Linked DNA regions of Gossypium hirsutum: region 2 is linked to region 1. Evidence: chromatin contacts called from public Hi-C data. All regions are on one chromosome and are shown on one strand. Each heading gives the region's core, a stretch centred on a gene start, on an enhancer-like site or on the middle of the called end of the contact. The rest is flanking DNA. Distances are from core to core; before and after follow the strand shown. Region 1 holds the start of LOC121232162 (knob-associated histidine-rich protein). Region 2 holds the start of LOC107932908.

Region 1 (2,925 bases), core at 290-2,789:
TGAAATTTTTAAGTCCTGCCTAAATTAATTTAAAATTTTCAATTAAAATATAATATAATTTATTATGTTAATCATTTCATTATTAGTAATTTAATGATTAAAATGTAACAAATCATAATATTTTAAAATTTAGTGTTCAAAGAGTATGATCACAATTAAAGCTACATTTTACCTTTTTTAATTTAATATTGTAAAATTATAATTATAATTGAATTATATATATATTACAAATGGAATTAAGAAATGAATATTCTTTTGTTTAGTTTTTAATTTTTTTTTAAATATCAATTAAAGACACATTGTAATAGTTTTTTGAACCAAATCGAATCGATCAATTAGATTGATTAGATTGGAAATCGATTGGATACTAATCTAGAGGGAGGCATTAGATTGATTGTCCTAGGAATTAGTACGAACCGGTTGAATTGATTAAAAATTGGTTGAATCGAATTTTATTTATTTTATTTATGATTTAGTTAATCAAATTAAGTTAATCGATGACCTGACTTATTCAATCATTAGTCTAGTATTGAAAACCTTGCACATAATTTTTTTTTATATATATAACCACATGTATCTTCATCTATTTTATAATTTGAGACTAATCTTATTCAAGCTAATGGCAACATTCAGATAAATACCTTACCTAGATGATTACTCCAAAATTCAAGCCTAGTTCAAATATTTAAAGTGTACCTTTCCGCTCCTTCCAACCATTTGTTGGTGTGCATTAGGTTTTTTATTCGTGCACCACATAATTATATTTTATAAATAATTTAAATATATATATTTTTAGTATGTATAATATAAATAATTAATAAATAATTAATATATTTATGATTTTATCCTATATATTTAATATATAGAATAAATATACTTATATTAAGTAAGTTATTGGTTAAGTTTATATTATGAGTTAATCACACAATAACTTAATTAGGAAAATTATGAAAATATTTTATCGTAATTAAAATTAAGTTATATTATTCGAGATTACTTTAGTCTTTTTATTTTTTAAAACAAAATCAATAAAAAATTTGAATTTGGTGAATTTTGATCTCGCGCTATTACATCAATAAAATATTAATTTTATCGCTAAACTAAAAAATTATTTTAAATATTTACATTTTTATTATATTATGCTTATTTTATTATCTCGATTAATTGTATATATTGATAATATTGTTGATTAAGTTTTGACATTAAATCAAGATTGATAACAACGTCATGATAAATAGTTGCAGTGGATTTGGTTCATTTTAACATCATACATTTTTAATGTGTTATTATTAATTAATTTTAAATTATATGTTTTATGATATATTGTATGTTATTTTTAAAGTAGCCTCTGAATTTCAAATACATAGTTTTCGTACACTTACATGTATGGTAGAATTTTTAGTATATATAATAGTAATTTTAAAATTAACACCATAACAAGCATTTGGTTCAAATTTTATCAATATTTTTTAAATTAGACAATTAAGCCACTGATAAAAAAATTTAAAAACTTGATTCAACTTATTTTTTAGCTAAATTAATCTGTCTATACTAATTTTCAACCTAATCAATTCAAGATCCCTCTCCGAATCACCGGCCTAGTCTGGATTGTTTTTACTCAGTACTCTTATAAACCCTAGAAGTGGTCAAAAGAACGGATAGGAACCATGGAACCTTCGCCTGGATGCCCTGTTTCGCACCAACACCGTCCGATGATCCTCTATCCGCATCACCACCATACAATCCTCTGCCCTGCCCACCACTATCACCATCATACAAAAAGCTGCCCTCTCCATCATCACCGCCATCACTATACAATAAGCTGCCCTCTCCACCACCACCACCATCACCATCATCACCACCTCATTACTCACCATTCTCACGTAAGCCCTACTTTAGCTCCTCTTGAGTCCACAACCGCGCCAAACGAAACCCACCATTCTGGCAATCCGTAAGTTTCTCCAACTCTCATTCTTCTTTTAATTCTGTCAAAATTAAAAAGAAAAAAAAAAGAAAAGAGCCTTCGATTAACCCATTTCTGTATTCGATTTTCAAATTTATGACATGGGTTTTCATCACAAAGCTTAGTTATTGAAATTTTGAATTGAAAATTCGGGTGCTAAAAGATAATGTTGATCCTGAATACATGTAAGTTTTTACCATATTTTCTCAATCCCACACCATTGTTTTCTTTAATTAAGTAAAGAATCTCTCATCTGGTTTTTTTATTCTCTGTTTTGGGTTATTAATTAGGGCGTTGCAAGAGCAAGACTATGGACAACTGCAAGAGGAAGTAGAAGAGGATGATGAGGAAGATGAACCCATTTTTGTTCTAACAGATGAATGGAGGGAGTTTTTTGCAAAATCCGAAGCAAAAAGAAAATTGGGTAACAATTTTTTTTCTTCATTTTTCATCTGATATTATGTTATTTCTAATCTTACTTTATGATCATCACGTGTATTTTTGTGTGGATACAGAGAAGAAGCAGGCTAAGAAGAAACAGAAAAACTAAATTCTGGAAATGATGCAAGATTCTTGACTCTACCACCTCGTTTGTCACTCAAATATAGACATATCGCGGGTCGAAGTTAGTCCGAGTCAGTTTTAGATTATAATGTTTTCAGGTTTGAGTTCTTTCATGTTTAGACCAATTTGGGTTTGGCTCAATTTACAAGGCTTAGATAAAATATTTGAATTAATACTAAAAGAAAATCTCAAATGAATACTTCGACATTCACTCTAATAATCTTTCTACATGCTTTTAATAGTACCATTGTAATATCATAGAGGTATGGGTTAAATCAAACCAGACATCTCCATGCTTTCACTTCTTTCTTAATATAGTCAACCAACGTGGCGATAATAGATAATATACAGTCATGCATCACAGTGGTGTTAGGTATTTGTCTTCAACCATCTAAGGA
Region 2 (2,925 bases), core at 140-2,639, 220 kb after region 1:
CAAAAGCAGAACCTAGACATTGAAACTTTTTTTGATGCCATTTTTTGCGGTCCCTTTTTACTGCAAAAGATGCTTGAATGCTCCAACATGCCTTAAATTTCTAATGGGCTTAAACAGTCTGTTCTTTTATCTAATTATATTTATGATTTCATCTTTACATGAACTCCAGATATATTTACAAAAACTTTTATACACGAACCTCTAAATCAATCCCAAAATCTTATAAATCAAATCCAAAATTCCCAAATCAAATAAACAAAGTTAACCAAAACATAACTATCCAGACTAAGTAAATAAACTTAATATTCAATTAAGCTATAACAAAATAATTTTTATGCCTAAAATTATGTAAAATGTTATCGACATCTGAATTAAGTTTGAATTTTGAAGTCATTATTATTGAATTTTTTTTACTTAAATACTACCAAGGTTCAAATCATAAATTAGATTATAACATCTTTGATTAAAAAAAAAACCAATTCAATTGAATTTTGCAAGTTTCATCCAGGATTTCAATTTTTTAAAATGTTTTTTTTATATATCTTGGAATAATTTCACCAATTGGTACCTCTAGATAAAATCAATATTCAAATATGTCAAATTTTATGCCATATGCAGATCATCGGTCTATTAAACACAAATGAAAACCTAACCATTTGGAATAGTGATAAATGCTTGTCAAATGCTTAATATGATATGAGTAAAATCTTTTTCCATCTTTACCCTTTACTAATATTGTATTGATAAAATTTAATAGGGTAAATTACACCATTAGTCATTAAACTATGAATAAATTTTTATTTTGGTGACTTAACTCAAAAAGTTACAACTTGGTCATTGAACTATTCAAAAGTTTTCATTTAAATCACTAGGCTATTAAAACCGATGTTATATAGCTTTCTTTGTTTGCATTGCCTACACCAATCAAAAGCTCTCTATCCCCATCCCTTCTATAGTTTAGTTTTTTTTCATGAAACAACTTTTGACGTTACAAATCTACGAACCAAAATCCAAACAGCTTTTTTCTTCGATCTCCGACATTGATAGTCAGATCAACTTGGATCTAAAGTATGTTCTTCTACTTGTTGGTATGTGCTATTCCACTGTACTAATCGTCAAATCCTCACTTGGAACTTGTTGGCGAAACTTTAAATAAAAAAAAGTTAACAAACCAATGACTTAAATAAAAACTTTTGAATAATTCAATGACTTAAATGAAAACTTTTGAATAGTTCAATGACCAAATTGTAACTTTTTTAGTCAAGAGACCGAAACGAAAACTTACTCATAGTTTAGTGACTAATGGTATAGTTTGCCCTTCCTTTTAATAGAACAAATACTAAATTGATCTATTTAATAGTGGAGGAACTAATTTGACCTAGTCTCTATAACAGAGGGACTTAACAGCTACTTTCGCCCAAAAAAAACTTAACAAAAACTCTGGGTTTTGGCCTTTGGAACAACATGTCGGGACCCGACCCAACATAACTCTCTTGCCTAATTCCCTGTCCACAGTGTGTCTCTAGTTCGTTGAACCCAGAAAAAGGTTTCCGAACTGAAACTATGGGATCCCCAAACCAACAAGGAGACTCCCCATCACCATCATCATCAACCTCCGTGGACTGGCGGCGTCGGATATTGATCCCGACGATCCTTGCAGGTCTTTTGTCTTTTGCCCTCCCTCTCACACTTTTAGTACTGTTTGTTCATTGAAACACCAGGATTCATGAATGTCAGGCGTGGTTCTCTTTGTTTTTAAACAGGGGTTTCCGGTGGAGGCGTTGGGTTGGTGTCAAAGCATCGGAAAGTGTACGGCCTCGCTAATATTTCAGCTACTTACGCCACTAATTTCGCTATTGTCACCGGCTGCTATTGTGGTATTCTTTCTTTATTTACTATTAGTTTCAGTATTTGTTAAACCCAAATTCTTTCCCCACCCCCCAATTGTAAATTAGTTAAGAAAATGTTGAATTGTATGTAATTTTAAGAGCAATCGAAAAGGGACTTAAATGAATTCCTACTACTAATTTTATGCCATTGGTTGTGATGGTAGATCATTATTTTCTTTAGCTGCCTTCGTTTGTACTCGTATATAAATGCAGGTCATGATAAAGTTTTGCTTTGATCTTTCGAAGTAAAACGACTTGCTTGTACTGAATTTGCTTTGCGCGGAATATATTTCCATGACATAGTCGTTAACTGGAATGATGTTAGTGGAAAATTTTAAGTAACTTGTGGGATTAGCTTTCTTGACTTGGATAACTATTTGGTTGTTTGACACCATGGATTGGTGTGGTCGGAAGGAAATGAACGAGGGTAGAATGTCGTATTAGTTTTATTAGGGAGTTTATTCGTTTTTCGTCTTGTCGGTCATAAGAATCAGGAAAGCATTCTCTTTCTCATAACATAATATGGTACCATACTCGTGGTCATGTGTGAGTTAGCATCATAGTGTTTAATGCAGACTTCTCCATTCAAGATTTAGCCTATAGCAGAGATACAGAAGGAAAACTACTCTCTTGTTTTTCGGTTTTTGATTTGTAGTAGTATTATTGGATAAAAATATGTTACTTTGAGGTTGATATGACTTTGGCTTATACGAAAATTATAGGTTTAGTATTAGTAGATCAACCTAGGTTGATGATGTCGTGTATTCCACATTGGGAAATGCATTAAACTTGCAACAGGCCTCGAATGTTATTAACAGTAAATCAGGATGTTGCTTCCTTGAACCTTTTTCTTCTCCTTAATTCGTGCAGGAGCACGTGAGTTTGTAACAGCTACTCGTAAAACCGGACCTGATGATCTACTGAATTCTGCAATAGCTGGATTTGGTACCGGTGCTATTCTGGGTCGTCTTCAAGGTAAATTTCATCAGTCCCTCTCGCTGTCTCTCCATGTGCTTGTGTGATTCTGTGCCAGTGC

The links. A called contact is a pair of places that touch in the nucleus more often than the background predicts.
Region 2: a Hi-C map of leaf shows a contact between it and region 1, with 2.6 times the contacts expected there. The contact joins the promoter of LOC107932908 here to the promoter of LOC121232162 in region 1. A contact is called at or near these places in 3 of 34 Hi-C or Micro-C datasets (callus and leaf).

The regions. Positions count from the first base shown.
Region 1 is chrA07:15,578,164-15,581,088 of Gossypium_hirsutum_v2.1, forward strand. LOC121232162 (knob-associated histidine-rich protein) reads left to right here and starts at 1,540. Exons shown (of 3, transcript XM_041117643.1): 1 at 1,540-1,951; 2 at 2,254-2,387; 3 at 2,479-2,724. The coding sequence starts at 1,668. The coding sequence ends at 2,513. It overlaps LOC121232163 (cyclin-C1-2), which reads right to left. Exons shown (of 9, transcript XR_005930388.1): 9 at 2,704-2,925.
Region 2 is chrA07:15,793,323-15,796,247 of Gossypium_hirsutum_v2.1, forward strand. LOC107932908 reads left to right here and starts at 1,390. Exons shown (of 4, transcript XM_016865031.2): 1 at 1,390-1,660; 2 at 1,764-1,877; 3 at 2,760-2,864. The coding sequence starts at 1,564.